Linked DNA regions of Gossypium hirsutum: region 1 is linked to region 2. A link is a contact called in public Hi-C data. All regions are on one chromosome and are shown on one strand. Each heading gives the region's core, a stretch centred on a gene start, on an enhancer-like site or on the middle of the called end of the contact. The rest is flanking DNA. Distances are from core to core; before and after follow the strand shown. Region 1 holds the start of LOC107901597 (leucine aminopeptidase 1). Region 2 holds the start of LOC121218314 (formin-like protein 13).

The links. Hi-C and Micro-C count contacts between places; a contact is called where the count stands out from the background.
Region 1: a Hi-C map of leaf shows a contact between it and region 2, with 2.4 times the contacts expected there. The contact joins the promoter of LOC107901597 here to the promoter of LOC121218314 in region 2. A contact is called at or near these places in 2 of 34 Hi-C or Micro-C datasets (both in leaf).

What each region holds. Positions count from the first base shown.
Region 1 is chrD06:22,832,733-22,835,745 of Gossypium_hirsutum_v2.1, forward strand. It overlaps LOC107901597 (leucine aminopeptidase 1), which reads left to right and starts at 1,562. Exons shown (of 10, transcript XM_016827661.2): 1 at 1,562-1,924; 2 at 2,525-2,939. The coding sequence starts at 1,577.
Region 2 is chrD06:22,666,845-22,670,165 of Gossypium_hirsutum_v2.1, forward strand. LOC121218314 (formin-like protein 13) reads right to left here and starts at 1,590. Exons shown (of 19, transcript XM_041095375.1): 1 at 105-1,590. The coding sequence starts at 177. It overlaps LOC121218315 (a long non-coding RNA gene), which reads left to right and starts at 1,844. Exons shown (of 2, transcript XR_005914546.1): 1 at 1,844-2,483; 2 at 2,706-3,084.

The sequences.
Region 1 (3,013 bases), core at 312-2,811, 170 kb after region 2:
ATTTACTTATTTATTTAAGTTCTCATGATTATTTTAAGAGAATGCTTTATTTTTATTTGCTTATACATTTGTTATTTTGTGAGTTGTTGGTTTGTTCTTTTATTTATTTTATTTTGATTGCTATTGCTCGTATTATTTTTTTCATATACTTTTGTATTCATTATGGTTTTGCCATGCATATCAACAATGTAATTTGTTTTCACATTCTCTTATTACAATTTCGTGTTTCGTTTTACTCAATATGTCAAAACTTGTTTTAAATAAATGACATTTCGTGTTTAGATTCGAGAAAGTGGTGCCCTAACTTATTGGGTTTTGATTTTCCCAATAAATCTAAATATGCGAATATTTTCGAACTTAAGTTTTAAACGATCTCAGGAACTAAGAAAAGATCATGTCCTAACTTACTGGGCATGATCCATTTTCTAAACCCGAGATAATTAAACATCTTTTTAAATAATTAAATTTTCGGTATTCATTTCGGGAATTCAAGACATTGTGTTCTAACTTACTGGATATAATTCTCTTTCTCGATTAAACGTGAAATATGCCATTTTCCTAAAAAAAAATTTCAACATTTTAATACAAGGATCGTATTTTTAAAATTCTTCAAAATTATCAATTTTTGACATTATGACATTAACTAATCAACTAGGTACCAATTTTGGGCGTTACGAGGGTGCTAATCCTTCCTCGTACGTAACCGACTCTCGAACCCATTTTTCTGAATTTTGTGGACTAAACTGGATGTTTTAATAAAATTAAATTGTTTATTAAAAACAACCACTTTTCAAGGTGATCCGATCACACCTCATCAAAAAAGATCGGTGGCGACTCCCATTTTTTTCATTTTTTTTAAATCCAAGTCGACCCCGTTTCATTAAAAAAATTGTGTCAACAAATGTATTTGGAGAAGATGCATCTAGTAGTCATGCATGTATTTAACTAGGATACATGAATATGTTGAATCCAATATTCTTCCAACTACTATACAAATAGTGGTGAAGCATGGAAAGAGACAATATAAAGAAGATAAAGTTTAATACAAAGTGAGTTCATTTCTTTTCTAAAAAGCTATTTCTCTTCTGCCTCCTTCCAACTATTTCATCAGGGGATGATGGCATGGGCTATATCAACAACCATTTGCAAAAGGGTATGCTAAAAATCTCTCAAAGGTTTTGCAAAGGTGCATTAGTTTCATTTTGTAAAAGGGTATTTACTTCAAACATCCGTATCAAGTGAAATCATGAGCTAATACACAGATTGCAACAACAATACCATTGATCTAAGCAAATGGTGCAAGAAAGTTTCTAACTTTATTAATACTAACCTTTCAACCAGTGCAGTAATTCCATATGCTAGTGCTGTTGGGAGGTTTTGTAGAGTTTCTGGCTCTTTTTTTTTTCCGGGAAAATCTGCTATATTAGTGAGCACCTGCAAAGGAGCTTGATGTTGGCATAGGCCCTAAGCTATTTGGACTTGCTTTTGATGAAGCCCAACTGAAAACAAGTTTAAGAATTTAACATCAAGAGCCCAGAACTATAGCATAAGGTCCCAAAAGGTGAGAATAGATCAGATGGGATGGCCGAGAAAATGGTGTCAATGCACCAATCAGTTTAAAAAGTGCAATGCTTTTGAAGCTCATGAGATTGGGGGGTTCATTATAAATAACATAGACTACCCCACCTTGAAAAAAATGGTGGCCACCATTGTAGCGTCTTTGCCTTCTTTTCTTTTAGCTTCATCTGTTGCTCACTCTTCTTCTACTTCGTCTTTGATTTTCAACAAGTTACGGTCTTCATCAAGGCTTAGATTTTCTTTTGCAGTTGCTCCTTTGTGTTCTCGAAGAGCCAAGTTTATGGCACATACTCTCGCTTCCGCCAATCTTGGTCTTACTCAGCCCGCCAACATCGAAAACCCCAAGGTCACCCCTCTTTTTTTGCTCTCTTGGGATTAAGAAAAAAATTGGGTTTTGGATTGAGAGTTTTGGGTTGAATTGTTTTTACCCTTTTGCTAATGGGATATCTATCTTTCTCAAGAAAAAAAAAAGGTGAACTTTTTGGTAGGTTTTTAGGATATGTTTTCTAAGAATTGACCTTTGAGGGCTATAGGCTCAATTGCCACTACTTAATATTCATATGATAAGGTCATCTTACTTAGATCCTTGGCCTCACTTTTGGTTTCAATATGTAAAGGTTGTTTCTTTGTGTGTGTTTCATTTTAGTGAAATACCAAAAAAATTATACTAAAATGGATGTTCTCTCTTTTGTTAAAAATGCTGGAAAGATAGGTTTTGCTGCAAAAGAGATAATTTTGTTTTCTAAAGAATTGATCTTTGAGGGCTATAACTAAACTTTGTCAGTATTTAATATTTATATGGTAAGATAATCTTAATTAGATCCTTGGCTTCATTCTTGGTTTCAATATGTAAAGGTTGTTCCTTTGTGTGTGTTTCATTGTAATGAAATTCCAAGACAATGATACTAAAATGGTTGTTGTCTCTTTTGTGAAAAATGCTGGAAAGATCGCATTTGCTGCAAAAGAGATCGATGTGGGAGAATGGAAAGGGGACATGCTTGCTGTTGGTGTCACTGAGAAAGACATGACCAAGGATGAAAACTCCAAGTTTCAAAACTCAATTTTGAAGAAATTAGACAGGCTGTTAGGTGGTCTTTTAGCTGAGGTCTCCTCCGAGGAGGATTTCACGGGGAAATCTGGCCAATCAACAGTTCTTAGACTTCCCGGCCTGGGCTCGAAACGGGTTGGTTTGATTGGTCTTGGACAATCAGCTTCATCACCATCTGCTTTCCGTGGACTCGGCGAGGCTGTTGCTGCAGCAGCAAAGACTGCTCAAGCCAATAGTGTGGCTGTGGTCCTTGCCTCATCAGAAGGCCTCTCAAATGAGTCCAAGCTTGGTATCGCTTCAGCAATAGCATCTGGTAATGCTCTTATGATTTCTTAATATCATGACTGATGTTATTATTTGCAAAGATTGAGATTGATCAATGTTGAA
Region 2 (3,321 bases), core at 340-2,839:
GGAAACGATTTGGTGGGTGCCTTTTTTTTTCTTGTTTTTCTAGTAAACTTCAAAATAATGATTGGGTTTTTGATAAAACAGAGAAAAAAGAGGGGTAATGTTACCTTGTTTATGCAATACACCAAAAAAGGTTTCACCTTTCTTTGTAGCTGACAAGTAAGAGGCAAAATATGTCATTTGTCACTCACCAGCTCATCCTTTTATTGACGTGGACACCGTCTCTCGCCGACAAATCACTTGTTTATCGGGTTTTCTTATTTTGTGGGAAAAAAGGATTGGGTTTTCTTTTTTTTTTCTAGATACGAGTCTTCACAACTTTTTGACATTTTGGAAATTCTAACTCTCTTAAACACTTTCTAAATATCTTAAGTCTACCCTTTTGCTCAACCTTATTCTCAATTACGCATAGTTTATTTGACCAATTCTCCATCTTAGTATCCACCACCTACAGTTACACTTTAATGGAATAGAGTCTGCTCCAGTCTTCCCTTTGTTGTCTTTATACATTTGATTTCACTTATTGGTAACATTTCCTCCATCGATTAAAAAACCCTCTACAGGCTAAAGGAGGGAAGGGTGCTCTAAAGTTGCTTGCTTTCTGCATTTCTTACCCTGTGGCTTGCAAAATCTCAAATTCTATGTTTCTTTGTTTGGCATGCTCTGTTTCCTCGATGACTCATCAAATCTTCTTTGTTTTTACCTCTCTTTTCTTTTTTTTGGTTTGATTTTGAGGGTCCAAGTCATTAAGAGTCAAACTATTGTTTTCCATTCTTCTCCAGGTATAGAACTTTCTCTCTCATTTTTAATCTTTTCCATTACATTCAATAAGTTCAAGTTATGACCTATTAAGTAAAGTTTCTAGTTCATTTGCTGGTTTTAGTTTTGTTAGTTTGATGTATTTAGTGTTCTACACATTACTTGTTTTGAACGCCATTGCCGGTTGAGTATGGCAATTCAATTTCAGGTTTTCATACTGTCTCAGTCTCTTATGTAAAAATTATTAGTATCTATGATTCCAATAACTACGAAATTCTGAAAATGAATCGTTCACCCCGAGAGTACGAAGTTATAGTGTAATCAAGGAACATACAGATGGTATGACAACATTTTGCTTGCAAAATATGACATGAGGTAACTTTTAAAGCTAGGAACAATTAAGCCACCATGTTGCTCTAAATGGAAGTCTTTCCCTTTTAACTTCTTACCTTATACTTGGAACAACGCTCGGCAATATGATCGACTGAAAGAACTTCAAGAGGACAAGTGGCTAGTCTTTTTTATTTTAGTTCACCATATCAAATGTGAACCGTTTTGCCAAAAAATAAACCACATGGATTTATGAGAACAAATTTATCTCGGACATGAACTAAGCTTCTTGAGCTAAATGATGTTGGCTGAGTGGTTTCCTAGTAGATTGAGTCCTATCAGTTTGTATGCATGGCTGTCTTATATAGCTCAGAGTTGTTAGCCTTTGTGCTTGCTTGGTTAGCATTTAGTGTAGTATGAACCCTATATGTTATGTTACATTAAAGGGACATTTAGTTAAAGGAATGTAATATTATTTTTAGTAATAGAATTACTAGGTCGAATGTCGGTATCTTACTATTTGCTTCATTTGACTAGAATGTAGGATTGTGGTGTTTAGTTGACGGAATGTAAAGTCAACAAAAAGCAAATTTTACTAAATTGTTCTTGGCAATAATTTGTGTTTTAAAAAAATAAATTTAGTTCTTTTAAAATTTTTGGTCTTACTTTTCATACAATTATAATAAATTGTGATCATTATTGTTTTTATATAATTTATATATTAATAAGTAACTATATGATGTCAAAATAAATTTATAAATGGTAATTATAATCATAATTCATATACTAATAAATGAATAATTATAATAAATATAGTTTTAAGTTAGGACATCTACTTTTTCACCGTAAAGAAAATGAGAAACTTTTAATTTAAATATTACGAGATGTAATGTAAGATAATATGAACCAACTGCACCTTAAGGATGTTATAGACTCCCTTCCATACCTCATGCTTCAAGCTGCACGCATAAATTGCCTTGAATATGGTCTAAAAAATAATGCTTTGCCATAGTGGACCTGCTGAATGAATTTCTGGGCCTGAGCCAGATTGTGTTGATGAGAATTTCATTAAACAAGGGTGCCTTTGCTCCTCCTTTCATGGTTGGAGATAGTTGCTGATAACCAGATATCAGTTGTTACATATGTATATATGTGGACCACTATTAGCTGTTACAATTTACATATATAGATGAATCACCTTTTGCCCATTCTCTCACAGAACATCTTGTTTATGTTCTTTGGTTCGATGTCCTTTAAGAGACAGGGAGAATGCTGAATTTTATATCTTTGACATGGTTGAGATCCTCTGCCATGATATCAGTGTCCTCATCCCATCATACTCTCCAAGGATGCCAATCTTCAAGCAGCCTATGTATATTCAAGAGAATCAAGGACCGGTATGATTGGCAGCAGTTCAACTTTAGTTCATCAAGCTGCTCTTCTTTTGTTGATGTTAGATTAGAACTTCGATATATTATTACCAAAAAGAAAAATCATGCAAAAGCCAAGTGACTCTTTTTAAAATGGTTGATAGAACAACTTTTTGGTCATTTAGAATCTCTCTGGGAAGATGCTAATGAACATCTCTTTGCTGTTGATGTTGATGACAATATCTAAAGGAGGTTTTCATGGATTTGGCGTTTGATGAAGACAATAATGACAACAAGCCACCATGTTCACAATAAAGAACTATATTACATTGCTTTTGATGAAGTTGCCTCTGAAGAATCTTCTCCTACTATGCTTTGATATTTTTAAGACCTTGGGGTCCATTGCTTTTTTTGTGTTCTTCTGTATCTGTTAGCCATCACTTTCAGTTTCACAAGTGCTCATTCCTATGGTGAATCATTATTTTTCAACATATTCCCTATTTAACAGAAGAAGTAATAATATAGAGGAAATTTCCTGCACAATTGCTGTTGATTTTTGGCCGCCATGTTAGATTGACCTAATCTGCCAGTACTTTGCTTAAAAAAATATTAAAGAAAAAACATTCAGAGTATCTTCTTATATCTATATCTATATATATGTTCCTAAATCCTGACATTTGAACAATTAAGTCTTGATTGTAAACCTAATCTTGGTTACCATTTTTTTATTCATTTATGTAAGAGAGAACTTATATTATATTCACGTATGTGGGGCTAGATGAATTGGGATTTTTTCCTGGTTTAGGAGATTAACATATTGAGCAACAATATTGCAGGGTTTACAATTTGATGGATCAGCTGGTTC